2 separate regions of the Gasterosteus aculeatus genome follow, and region 1 is linked to region 2. The links are chromatin contacts, called in public Hi-C maps. All regions are on one chromosome and are shown on one strand. The core of a region is the stretch at or near the end of the contact, and the rest is flanking DNA. Distances in the headings are between cores, read along the strand shown. Region 1 holds the start of efnb3b (ephrin-B3b). Region 2 has its middle 150 kb from the start of LOC144410421.

The links. A called contact is a pair of places that touch in the nucleus more often than the background predicts.
Region 1: a Hi-C map of whole body shows a contact between it and region 2, with 9 times the contacts expected there. The contact joins the promoter of efnb3b here to the enhancer-like site in region 2. A contact is called at or near these places in 4 of 6 Hi-C or Micro-C datasets (skeletal muscle, tail fin and whole body).

Annotation. Positions count from the first base shown.
Region 1 is chr7:9,741,686-9,748,822 of fGasAcu3.hap1.1, forward strand. efnb3b (ephrin-B3b) reads right to left here and starts at 4,885. Exons shown (of 5, transcript XM_040181656.2): 1 at 3,327-4,885. The coding sequence starts at 3,475.
Region 2 is chr7:9,576,891-9,584,078 of fGasAcu3.hap1.1, forward strand. No RefSeq gene overlaps it. Among protein-coding and RNA genes, the nearest start is that of LOC144410421, 150 kb to the left of the region's middle. Within about 2 kb of position 5,416, at least 5 of the 9 cell types and tissues checked have open chromatin away from gene starts, as enhancers often do.

The DNA.
Region 1 (7,137 bases), core at 3,635-6,134, 160 kb after region 2:
TGAAGCCAGGCGTGGGGTTCCAAACATACAAACAATCAATAAATGTGTGGAATGCTGCTCCTTTGATACGACACCCTGTTTGACCTACTAACACTCATTCCACTCGCAGGCCCAGAAAGCCCCCCCCCCGCCCCCCCGCCAACAAGATTCACACTGATTTCTTTTGTTTTTGACGAGTCTTTTGTACTGATTTCATTCTCTTTTTTTTTTCTTTTTTTTGTAGTTGAAACACTTAGCCCAGTTAGCTCGTCTTTTATCCGGCGCCAATTAGCCGGCGATTAATGAATTATTGAGAAACGGGAATGGGGGGGGGGGGATTAAATATTAATTTGGATCTTAGGGGGGAATGGTTGTATTACAAGTCACCACGAGCGGCGAGCCGCAGCGCCCCCCCCCCCCCCCCCCCCCCTCGGCAGCCGTTTACAATAATCTACAGCCCTTTGCTGAAGCAGAGGAAGAAGCTGTGAGAGCGGAATCAGAACAGACACCGGCATCAAACCCGCTTAAGGCCCGACGCCATATGCTGTAATCACACCAGTGTCCAAAGCCAAAGAAGCACTTCTTGCATTCTTTTTATCTGTGTGTGTGTGTGTGTGTGTGTGTGTGTGTGTCCACCACTAGTCTGACCTCTTTGATCCCCGTGTGTGTGTGTGTGTGTGTTGGCAGTGATGTAAGATTCGATCTTTCATTAGGGCGGCCGTGTAAGGCCGATAATAGGAGATGCTGAGGATAAGGGTAATGTACGTCTCCGGTGGGTTGGGTGGGGGTTTGGGGGGGGGGGGTTTGGGTGGGGTCTTCCCAAGGTGATCCCTTCTGGTTCAGTTCTCTCTTCCTCGAGCAGAAGCTGTAATCGGCACTTGGGATTAAACTGGCATTGATTTACTTCTGGTCGGGGACGGCCTCTGCTCTCTGCCCGTGGCCCTCACACGCCTCCCTGCACACCACTCGCGTCTTTCTCGGGCGGCCGTAGTAATTCCGACGGACGCAGCGGTCAATAAAAAGGGTGGATGCGGCCGTGAGCATTTTGATACTTACTTATTTCACAGACACTTCCGTCAGCCCGCTCGTTGTATTGGATTGTTTTTTAGTGTGTATTCAAGGGGTTATTAGTGGGGGGGCACGAGTCCGAGGCAAGCGGCGCCTCCTTCTCCCCCTTCACCTCTGTCACTCCTAGCGCGTCTTTGACTCCGTCAGCGGCGCTATAATTAGTCGCTGGATGTGACACATGTTTCCAATTTGCTACGTCTGGCCACTGCCCCGGAGGGTGGGTGGAGTGACGGAGCGAGGTGGAGATAGAGACAGACGGAAAGTGACAGGGGTGAGAGGAGGAAGAGGAAGAAGAAAAAGAAAAAAAGGAAGGGGCGCGGGGGGGGGGGGGGGCAGAGGAGGCCGTTGGGACCAGAGGCATCACGAGGAGGAGGAATAATAAGGGAGAGGGTGAAAGGCGGAGGCGCTCGGAGAATGCTCGCGGAAGCGGAAAGGAGGACGGGAGGTGGAGGGAGGCTGCAGGTGGACGGTCTGAGCTTCAAAGCACAGCAACCGGCCGAGGTCGACAGGTTAACAACGTGACGGCCCATTTGCTACGCGGACGGGACGCGAACCGTGCACTCCTGCACCTCGCTGATACAGACGGCTGCTCCGGCATCGCCCCGCACCGACAATGCTGGGCAACGCGTGTGCGGTGGGGGGGTGGGGGAGGGTGGGGGGTGCGGGGGGGCTCGGGACTCTCTCCCTGGAAGAAGCAGCACGCCATTTGGTCTAAGCAGTGGCCTCACAACATATTTCAGCCCAGGGCCAAAACCTATTTTGCCCGCGGGCAAGCTGAAAGTAAAGTAGTGTACCGCTCTCGACACGTGGGGGCCGAGGAGAAACAAGTACATGGAAATGCGTTAAAAAAAAAAAACGGAAAATAAACTACTGGAGGAATGACTAAGCTGATTAACTATGAATAGTAAGCCTCACGAATAAGCCCCAAAGTATACAATAGGCTTTGTATTTTGAATATACGAGCGAGCAAATCTGTGGGAACGACTACGGAGTCGGCCCGTCGGAGCCACCGCCCCTCTAATTGCCAGCGAGGCCCGACACCCACCCGACACCCACCCGACACCAAACTCCATTAGGACACAATAGCGCGGAATCACCTGTGAGGCCTGAAAAGCCCGAGCTGCTGGCTTCTCGCTGAGAACCGCCCTCGCGTGTCCAACTCTACTCCCTGTCGGGTGAATCCACCCACTGCTGACAAAAAAAAAAAAAAAGCCCTCATTAAGGGCTTCATGGCTGGCTCCACAGCAGGGGGGGGGGGGGGGGGGGGGGGCACGCACAGTCACATCTGTGGAGAAACCGGGCAGGCCATGGCCTCCAGCACGTTAAAACCTGTTAGACTCTTTAAAAGAAAAAGCCCCCTGGCGTGGGTGTGAGCTGAGAACGGCACGGTTTGGTGGAGTTCCACATCAGTGAGCCTCAATCTGCTTTTGTAGCTTCTTTTTGTGTCATTATGAGGTGAGTCATGCAGGCAAAACGTCGAAGAAACGGGAGCGGGGACGGCGGTGCCTCAAGGCTGATGGTTTGGTGGACTTCATGAAGCATTTATTAAGATGAGGAATATAATGATGATGATGATGTATAAATATACATGTATAGTAGAATATGTCAAAGGTCTGAAAATGAAGCCTGGTGTCTCTGAATTCCGCACACAGAGGCCGCCTTGTTACCCCCCCCCCCCCCCCCCCCCCCCCCCCTCTTGCCGCCGGGCGTCTACTCAAACACTGGGAAATTAGCAGAGGTGTTAGGAAAGTGGTGTCGGTCGTTAAGGCCGGACAGGCCGGGAGGTGTTTTTAAGACATTTCCTCCGCTAATGCCCGACACCTTGTCCCGAGGACAGAAAGAAAGAGACCCAAACCAGCGAGGGCCGAGCCGGTGTTTGAGAGGCCTGCGGGGGCCGCGGGGGGCCCCTGGACCTCCTGTATATCAAGGTCACCCAGGAGCACCAATTAGAGCATCTCACACACACACACACACACACACACACACACACACAGTACAGGAGAGCTGCAGCTGGATCCACCGCTGTAATCCGCGCCGAGGAGACAAATGACCGGAGCCGCGCGAGGTGCGCACACGTCGGGTGCGCGCAAACCCGCGCGGATCGATGGCAAACCAGCGCAGTGAAACAGCGGTGAACCGCTGACCTCGTGCAACTTCGCGCAACGCTCCGTTAAGTGAAGTTGCCCGCGTCGGCTCCTCCGCACGGGTCGCTGATCGCCGTCGCGTCGGTCGCGCAAATATCGAGGCGGTGAATCGACAGAGTCGAACAAGAAACTCACCGCTCGTTCAGAGAATTCCAGTAGATCGGCTCCATATTGCTGGCCGTCGTCGCCAGTAAATCCAGTAAGAATATCAGAAGGAGCCCCATTCCATTGGCACTTCCTCGACACGCCATTTCAACCCTGAAGCCCAGCACAAGCAGCCCCATTCAAAGGAAGCGGGCCAATCGTTTTAGTTTTGTTGTTGTTGTTGTTGTTGTTGCTTTAGATGCGTGTGGAGAGAGGAGATTAGTCGAAACAATGGAGGCGAGACTGCAGCCGAGCCGGCTTGTATAGACAGTCAAAGTGTGAAGCGTACAACCTCAGGGGATCCGGATCAGGTGGACCGGATCAGACCTACTGGATAATTTAAAAAATAAATAAACTGGAAATGTGCTGGAGAAACTTGCTCAATCCGCGCGTCTGGATGTCCACAAACCAACGAGAGTTGTGCGCGTCCACGGTGGGTTTTCTACTATTTCAGCGGCGATCCCACGACTTTCCACCTCAATTCGGTCGTTAGTCCTCCTTTTTCTCTTCTCCTCCTTCTCCTGCACTCAACCACAACTCCGCCGAATGGACTTTTCGGACGTCAGTCTATTCGCGGAGCCTCTCGGTGCGCCCTGGTTGTCTCCCCGCGAACAATGTTCCCTTGTTGTCCGTGGCGACTCTGTGGGATTTCTCTCCCATTACCTTTTTGTTTTCGTTTATTGTTGAAATAACACTCCCGACATGTCGGGCCGGACCGAGGAGAAACGTGCTCCGTGAGGGGGAGGCTGGCGGAGGGGGGGACGCGGTTAAAAAGGAGAAGATGTCACGCGTGTCCTCGGCTCCATCCTCGTGAGGACATGTTGATGGTGGTTTAGTCAACGCGCAGCGCGGTCCTCGTTCCCGTCTCTGCGCGGGGGTGGAAAGGTTCAACGCCGGTGGTAAATCCGCAAATTCCTTCAGCGACGGATTCGATGATGGAGAAAAAAAAATCAAGATCCCAAATGAGGAGAAGTGCAGGAATCAATTCAAAACCAGCAAACTGGCAGAAACAAACCAAAGAACTATAAAAGCATCTCCGCTCTCGCAGTCTGGAGAAGAAAAAAAGAGGCCGACGTGAAACTTGTGTAGTGATTTTTCTTTTTTTTTCTTTCTTTCTTTGACAAAAAAAAAAAAACGAAGGAAAAAATCAGTCGCGAGTCGTGCTCATCGGTGCCCGGTTTGGATTTGGACGCATATCAGATGTGGCGCATCATCTGGAGCCGGAGGAAAGCGCTTCTCGCGGTTATCTCATCCGTCTCTCCGCTCCACAATCCCACTGCTTCGACTTGCCCGACTGCTCGCCGCACATTGACAGACCGACTGGCTGGTTTGAGAGGGGGAGGAGGGGGAGGAGGAGGAGAGTAAAGAGGACGTGCGTGAGTGTGTGGGGGGGGAAGAAAATCCCATCCTCCGACCGGCAGGCAGGGCGCACTGACGGGGCGCAATTCTTCCAGTTTTTTTTTTTTTGTTGGGGGGGGGGGGTGTGTATCGAGTCACTCTCAGCGCATCCTTGCTGCTCCTTCTCTATGGGTTTCACCCCCACCCAACACACACCCATTGGACCTTTGGACTCCCTGGCGCGCTATTCTGCATCCTTTCAAAAGTGACCCCCCCCCCATCACACAACGCCGTGGTGGAAGAACAACAGCGCCACCTCCGCATGCAACGGGCATCACATGCGGCTCTGCAACAGGGTTGTATTGATGGGATCCACCTGGCCTTTTATGTAAGGATATTACACAAATGTCTCCCTGAGGCCATATTTTTACTTTTACTAAAGATAGAGCCGCAGCTCATAATGACGACATTTAAACACGGGATCTTTGGAACAGACGTGCTTCCTTGACAGGAGTGAATACACGCGTGATCAGTGGACTGGACTCACTTCATAAGTCTGTCGCCCAGTCTAAACAAAAGAAAACACCTCTCTCTCTGTGTGGGATGATGCCTCCCCCCTCCCCCATTCTCTCCCACGCTGCCCTCCTGTTGACAGCAGGGGAAGTGATCCAGCATCCAGCAGAACTGCTTCTAAGTGATCCGTTCAGTTGATGCAGCACAGGACGAGCCGGGAAACAGGCCCCGCTTAGGGCCACACACACACACACACACACACACACACACACACACACTCCAGTCTGTTTACACTGTGGAAAGAACACTGCTACAGATTCACTTTCACACTGTCACACACGCACAGTTACATGTATGTGATGGGACACGTGGGCCTGTTAAAGCTGGGACTGCACTGCCCCCATGTGGTGGGAACAGTGCAGGACATCCTACAGTTTAACCTGCTCTCTACCAAATCCCCCCTTCATGATTGTACTGCTTTCCACAGCTGCACCCGAGAACAAACACGTCATATTACAAAGACATTTTATGAGGAATGGAGATGTAAAGTTAAATGTTAATTTTATTTATGTATTTATTTAACTTTATTCCTTTATTTTAAACTAAACCATAGCCCTATAATACCAACTCATACCATTATTTTGTATTTTATTCCTCGTGCACTGTTGTCTTGTCGTCCATTGTCGTACTATTTGCTGTTACGCACCAACCGCCAAGTCAAATTCCTTGTTTATCTGACGTATTATGGCAATACATGTTTCCTTATTCCTGAATCCTGAGGAACAACTTAACTACGACTCAGCCTATAAACACTTATTTTTATGCTCTGAATGTAATTATGTCAACAGGGTTAAGATGTCTCTGTATTTGAGTGCATTAATCGTAGTAGGGGTTTAAAATAAGTGGGTATTTAGGAGCTTATTGATCCAGTGTGTGAAAAGTCCACCAGTCCCGTAGCTGCAGTACAGCACAGATCCAGACACCTACACCCAGAGACAAACCAAGAGGAGAATATGCCTTTAAGGCTTTTCATGGGAAACGTTTCACTTATAAGAGAGAGAGGGATGAAAGATTTCCCCCCTGTTGTTTTCACACAGTCAGGGAGAGAAAGCAAAGTGAGTCAGAGACAATATGGAGACGCGGAGGGGGGGGGCAAAAGCAATAGAAAACTCAGGTCCCCATTGACCGCAGACCTGAAGCTGTCAGGGTTTTAGCGTGTTTCTCAAGGGAACCTCGACCTTAAGCGGAGCAGATCAGTGGTCTTAACGGGGCTGAGAGTTCATCTGCACATCAACACAAAAGCTCAAGCCTTTCCTCTGCGGTGCTAAATTACAGCGTGCCTTCAGCAAGAAATGTAATTGTGGGTTAAGCGATCCAAACGAGAAAGACATGCAGCGGGGAGGTTTCATGCACATGGTCAGGGAGAGGGAGCCGGAGCCCGTCGCGCTGACCTCTTGTGACCTTGGCACGCCGCACGACAGCGCTAAATGTAGTGGAGGAAGACGGACCGGTTCACCGACAACAGCGGTTCAGAGGTGCAGCTGGCGTGAACAAGAAAACAAAAGCAAGCCTCCCTGCTCCCTCTGGGAATCTATTTGTGTGGGAAAACCTGGCTTTAAAAAGTGCAGAGACGCACCACCTACATCCAATCTGCCGCCGCGCCGAATGACCGAGTGCGCTCAGCCGAAAGAAGGAAGGGGATGATGTCGGCGTGCATGCTTCATTTACACCCATAGGTGCCCTGTCGCTGTGTATTAGGGCTTATTTACTCATGCTGACCTCATTTACTGCACCGACCTTCAACTCGTCTTCATAACCGCATCCTCTCCCTGGTGACTCTGGCTACAGTCTGCTCCAGCGGACAGACCTCGCCACACACATTATGTACTACACACACACACACAAAACCGAGCATCCCTTTCACACAGCATGTATGGCTGCTGAGTGCATG
Region 2 (7,188 bases), core at 4,166-6,665:
TCACCTCAGGCAGAGAGATGGACGCGCTGGTCTCATTGGTCTTCTCCAACCACGCCAGGTTCTGCAGCACGCAGCACGCAGGCCTTGCACTCACAGAGAGGCTGCTCCAGAAGCTGCACCGTGTTGCCCTTGTAGTGGCGGCACAAACCTGGAGGAGGTGAAGAGACAGGATTTGCCATAGCTGCTCAGTTGACACCGCATTCACTTCACTTGCCTAAAAATTTAACATTTCAAAAGCAGCGTAAGTAAAACTTTAGAGGACATGACAACGAATCACTGAGATAATCTTTATAAGAACTGAAAAAGGACTTTCTGATGTTACATTGAATATCATAGAGTCTCATCCCGTGTCTCTTGTTGTTGTTGACTGCTGTCGTAGCAGAAATCCACTCTGCCTTGTTGTTGTTTTAAGACAATACATAAAATATGAAAATCGCTTTAAATAAATCATGAAGCCCGTGGTGATAAAGAGGAGAGAAGCAGATTGGACCTTACAGATGTGCAAACCGTTTCAGGACTAAAAAATGCTTTTTGCTGCATTTGTTTGCTGGCAGGAGGAGAGCGGCGACAGGCTTTTCTTTTCGTCCTTTTTCTTTTTTACCTACTCGGCGCATCGTCTTCACTTTGGTGTATTTCTTCCACAAAAAGGTGCGGCGTTCTGCGCCATCCTCGCTGAACTCTCCCTCCCACAGAGCTGGTCGAACACAGAGCATAGCGACCCGCGTTCAATGGCCGACGCGGAGGGACCACGAGAAGATGCGGAAGGATGAGTTAAAGACTGGCCGGGTTCATGAAAAACACGCAGACCTCGTACACGGGGGCGCCCACCCGCACAGCGAACGCTCTACCGCCCATTAAAAAGTATCCACTCCTCTGAGTGCTGCGCTGAGGCAGTTATGAGGCCCATTCACTGTCCACACCTTCCCACTTGGCCCCACTAACCCCCTGACAGCTGTCATTTCAAGAGGGGCTGAGAGTCTTGTAATAACCTCGCCACACGCTGACAAAGCCGCCGGCCCCGTCCGTTGTGCAGGGGACGCTGGCTGAGGCGAGGAGGTCGACACATTATGACTTGTACTCGTGTCACTCTTTGTTGGATGAGTGTTGCGCCGGGAATTAACAGGAATTTTCATTTCGTATCGATCCCCAAGCGATACAAAGAGGTGCAAGGAGGCTAACGACGTGAAATTTCTCATCTGCCCTGATGAGAGTGCAGAGACCAACTGATCGACTTTATTGTCAAATAATTGCATTGGACAAAGTGTGCGGGCCGTTCTGTTCTCTCTCCATAATTGATCAGTCGTTGGAGGTCGACCTCTTCAGGGTCACGAGTCAACAAAGGAGGCTAGTCAATGAGGTTACGAAACACGCGAATGCTCGCCCAGGCCGGGTCAAAGTTAGCTCCACTTAACCCGTTAGTTAGCTCGGGTTAGTGTGTGACCACCAGGTCCAAACTAGCGTGGCCACAAACGCTCGGCTGCTGCGCCCAACCTGGCGCGGGCCAACGGCAAATGGGAACATTGGGGTTTGAATTCACGTGGGACACCACAGGAAAGCTACAAAATAACACGAAAGTGTTAAATAACAGCAATGAAAAATAAAATGTCAGAAAATATATATATTTTTTCAAACTGTTGTTTAGCCCCAGACAATTCAAAATACTCCATTTTAAAGGACATAAAACAGTAGATTGGAGTAAAGAGCTTAACCTCTCTAATGCCAATCCTTGCCAGCCTGCGGTGGACTCCAACATCGAACAGGTCCCAGCGGAGCGGCAGTGCCTTTCTCCCCTCCTGGCGAGCGCCCGCCATTCGCGCCGCTTCCCGGAACGATCCGAGGGGTGAAATACGATCGCGCTGGAATTCAAAAACAACCGGCTGGGGATCACCTGAAGTGGCAGCCGCGTTGTAGAAACAACGTCACGACGAGGAGCCACTCGCTGCGTAGCATTGTGCACACGCGCGTGTTCAAGTGGTATCCAGGAAGTCGTCTTTTTTATGACACCAAAGCCGGTGGATCGTCCGGGACCAGAATCCATTAAAATCCATCGACAATAAACAGTCAATCAAATTGTTCTGCTTCTGTCTCCAGTGTTTGTCTAAAACAGGAACAAAGCCTGAATTAATTAACTATAGCGTGGACTGCAACTCCCAAGGAACGGCCTCCGTTCTGTCAATCTCTTTCGCTCTTTTCTCTACTTTTTCGCAGTTTTCACGCTTTTCTTTCTTTGCTCCTTCGCCCGCATCCCACACAGACATCGCTCCTCTGCTGCCCTCCTCTTCTCTCCCTTATGAACATGTCCTGCTACTAATTGCCCCTGACCTTCCCTTTTCTTTAAACGCGGTGTACAGCCCAGGGAAGGAGGCCCAGCAAAGAGGCTTTTCATAATTCTCCCCTTCAATAATTAACTAAAGGGAAGCAAAGGGAAACAAACACACGCGGGCGAGGAAGCAGATGCCTGTTCAGTGCCATCAGAAATTCCAGGACCATCTCTAAAAACACAATTGCCCAAGGAGCGTGAAATCAAAGACACATAAAAAAAAGAGAAACAACCGTCTTGGGGCAGCTAGTACAAGCAAGAAGTAAACTATCAACCACCAGTGAATTATGTATCAAAACGGAAAGAAGCCAATTTTACCTAATGTAATTTGTGTTCTGCAATCTGCTGTGTAATCTAATTTGTGCATTTCCTCCATAAAATTAATGAAGCGACCAACGAGGATCGGTTCAGGGAAAAAACTAATTCCGTAATGAAGTCAAAACATCAAACAAAGAAAAATTAATTAAATTGCTTATCAATGTATATAAGTCTGTCAGGAAATGTTATTTTCAAAGAGCCGTCTATCTGTTGGCACAATGTTTTCACTTCAGCCGTCTTTGCATCCAATAAAAAGAATACCTGCAGGAGGAAACAGAGGGACGAGAGGCAGATGGAGGAGGATAAGGATGTGAACGGGAGACATGTGGGAGGGGGAGGAGACGGGGGTAGATTAGACGCGGGATAAAACGATAAGACAAAAGCACCCAAAAACAGGGACAAACGGAGGGATATATTTAACACATCATCATCTTTTGTGGAGACAAAACAAAAGTGAGGAGGCGCGCGGATGCCGGCAGTGCTACATGGTAGATTACATTCTTGAAAACCGTCAATGAAAATGGGAAATAAGCTGTTTGCCATTTCTTGTCACGACGAGCTAAAATCTATCGGTCCTGAGTCTGAAAAGTTACAATATACCAACTCTTAAATTGGACTTTTTACAAAAGGTAACTTCAGATAAAATCTTTTAAACTGACTGCAATGGTGCCAAAACATCAACATGCCCCCCCCCTGCGGCCCGTCACAAAGAGCTGATGTGAGTCAGGCTGTGGCGCCGCAGTCCTGGAGCGCTCCAAGCACAGATGTTAGGCACGACACTGAGGGAGAGAGTCTGGACACTTGTTACTCAATTATTTAAGATGACACATCATCCCCCCCGATGGAAGATGAATATGCTCTCAGTGATCGACCCTGGAATCATCCTTTATCTGCTGTGCTCACCAGCTGGAGTCCACCGCATGCGCGCACGCGTGCTGGCACGCACACACGCGCTGCAGCGGGCATATTGGCGAGTATGGCCTCCCGCTACGTGTTTATGCCATATCAATATTCTATGACTTCTCAGCCAATGCAGCAAACAACATCGATACGCCGCACTCGGTCCAGCGCCGGCTGGCGTCTCACGTCTCCACGCCCGGGTCTATGAGGGCAATACCCAGCTGGCTGTCAGCTGCATCATCTAGCATCACGGTGGGGACAGTTTGAGACCAAAGGCCGAGGAGTAGATGAATGTTGACGTTGAGCAGCATCAGAGCTCCAGCCAAGGCCTTTACTTCAACCCACTGAAGAAGCAGCCTCCAGCGCCCCCGAGCCCGGCCTGGACCCGGCCGTGGAGCTGCTTCAGGTGCAGGACAAAGCTGGTTCTGTTGGCCGGGGTGGAGCACTTCAACGCCCCGGAAAGGAGCTCCGCGGCTCGGGCGCCGTCCTTGGCTGGGGACGGGGTCTTGAGGAGGTCTAGAGGAGTTGGCTGGAAATGGTGCCAGCACGATCACCGGCCAACGCTCGGAGCGAGGAGGCCAGAAGCACGGGGTTGGCGGAGCTGGAAGCGGAGCGGAGGGCCCGGTTCAGGTGCAAGACCGAGAGACCAGCTGGGGTCACCCAGAGGAGGGGGCGGCGGGACCAGAAGGCCTGGCATTGAAATCAGGATGTAGACAGGAAGCCTGGGCTGCATGGAGGCAGTAAGTCAAATAAATGGTGTCTGACAATGAGAAGCCTGCGTTCCTCTCATTTATAATACTAATAAAGCTCTATTCATTACACACACTGACTGATTTCAAACAGTGTACCAAGGGTTCCCTCTAAAACCAGCACTACGTATGCAAACAGCAGCCCTCCTCCTCTTACAGGGCCACAGCTGTAAACGTGATTTAGTAAATTCCTCCCCACTCTGCAACATTATTCCACCCGGTGCTGGAAAACCAGTGTGTGACACTTGACTGTTTTTTAAAAGGAGCTTTTTTTTATTGTGTTTTTAGTGAGTGTGTTTCTCCATCTTCCAATCCCTACAAAGCACCCAGGGGCTCTTCTTTGAGAGACTTTTCCGAGGCGCTGACAAGAGGAGTGACGGGAAGCGGCTGTCTGCTTCGACCCGCTCTGTTATGATTCCCCGGGACCTCCGGGCGCAAAAGGCAAAGACGGGAAATGAACTTGGTTCAAGTTTACCGTTTAATTCATTCAAGTGCGCCCCTCTCATTTCGTCTTTGTCCACAGGAAGCGGCGCCGGGGTTCAGACCTGGTAGCTCGCAGCACCGGGGAGAAGAAACTTCCAGGAGTCGGAGCGGCTTGTGACAAATGAAGGAATGTTGAGAGGGAGTTGTGCGGTTTAAAAGTGTCGTACTGTGAAAAAGTCTCCTTCTGTTTTCCCAGCTGAATGCAACGGGACCTCATTTTACTGCTGTTATGATACATATTCCAGCTAAACTATCTTTATTTATGTATAATCCATGAGCGAAGCTAACCACTGGAGAACATCTACGCATATGTCCCCCAGAGACAGTTGTATCTGTATCCTACTTGGTTATGCAGCCATCATGCTTTATGCTTTACGAAACCATAATTAAATATGTTCCCTTGGAGTTTGCCATGGTTTATGTGCATGCCATGTTGGGCCTGCTAGAGTTTCTAAAAAATAAATCCAGCAGTTGCAGTAAATGGGGCATTTCTCCATACATTAAAGAAGAGGGCTTTGTGTCTTCCCCTGGATAATAAACCCCCCTTGTTCTTTGGCTCGCATGGTGGTTGTAGTTCCCAAAGCCACTCAAGCGGGGGCGCTAATGGTCTTCTCATTGCCTCGGCTCAGTGACCCTGTGGGAGGCGGCACCATGTGGGCCAGGGCCCCGCGAACCTGACACCAAACCGCCCCCCCCAGTCCCAACGGAGAGGGTGAGGACCACAGAGACAGCAGGCAAATGCTTTACTACATTTTAGTAAAAACCCATTACCTTTTCAAACGGGTTTCAGCAGTTTAATGTTTTAAATAGTTCACCTTTTAAATTCATTTCTTTCTTGGTTTTAGTTCGTTGAAATGAAACATGCCCCCACGTTACTCCCAGTGCGCCCCGACACCTGCACCTCACTTTGTTGTAGCCTGCTAATGTAGTCTACTGCCAAGGAAAAGTAGGGCAGACCATGCAGGCCTGTAACACGCCCGACCCCTCCGAATGTCCTCATTCTACTCCTCCCCCCCGCCCCCCTCCAGCAGGACAAGAAGTGCCGGTCCGATACCTCGTAACACACTGCTTGGGGACAAGGATTATTGCCCTAATTGAAGAATGGAAAATGGTCATATAGGGTCTTAATCAATAAAAGTAGATATGGACTACGGAGGCTGGAGAAGGATCAAAGAGGGATATGGAGGAAGATAACTGCTGGAGACCACCGATGCTCAGCAATCAGGCCGAACATGACAGCTTGTAGACCCAACCAATTATTTACCCCAGCCAAATCAATAGAGCGCTCTCCGAAAGATAACCATCAGCTGCACTATCTGGAACCTATTCACAGCGAGCACAAACACGCACCGAGCGCTCTGCTCGCCGCCACTCTCGCTCTGCGTCACTTTTGCAGAGGCACAAACACGCACACACACCAAGACACACACACACACACACATTTCCCTCAGAGACTCTTTGTTATCAGACGTCCTTGAAAATAAAGCGCAAATGATGTAGGCTAATTATTGGACATCTACACTGAGAAGAGAAAACGGCACACATCAAGCTGTGTGCTGTGAGCGGCAAACGCCACAAGGAACACACACACAGACACACACTGTACATTGAAGCTACTGTGCTGTATGTGTGTGCATGTTGAGTGGACGAGTGCACGTGTGCAATGTCAGAGGTCCCCCCCCCCCCCCCGTCCTCCTCACGCAGCACCACATCACAGTCGCCGGTAATGAGCAGAGACACGTATCACAGTTCAGGTAATTCACTTGCGCAGCAGTTAAACGAGTCCCCGGGGGGACTGGTGGGGGAACCGGTCGCGGTGAACATGTTGAACGGTGCCAAAATCTCAGGCACATCTGCTGTTCATCTCGAATGTTTCCAATAAGCTGTAAATGTTTCCTGAAGCCCTGTGAAAGTGTCCTGCGCTGCCAAGACGGAAGGGGGTCGGCGTTTGATTTTATTTACGTGTTGAAATACGTGGTCTTTCGCCCTTTTTTACCCCCATTAGAGAAAACCTCTGCAGAGAAATGCAGAGAAGGAGCGAGTACACAGCACACGGCTAGGAAGGCCAACGCGTGTCTTTCTATCCGCTCGGTGAGTCAGGCAGAGAAGCAAATGCCAAGCAGCCACTAAAGTACACAGCTGCTTCGAGCAAGTGTTGACAACTATCTTTATAGGAATTAAACATTGCTCCTGAACCCGCCCGGAGTAACCGCCACACACCTGTGACTCACATCGCTCAGGCTCCCATTGCACGCCATTAAATCAACATGTCCGCCTTTTGACACATCACACACAAACTCGTGCATGATGTGCCCCACACGCAACCGCATAGGCATACCTAAGACTGCCAGAAATATCAAAGGCCGATATGTTTCCCCCCCTACACGCACACGCACACACACACACACACACACACAC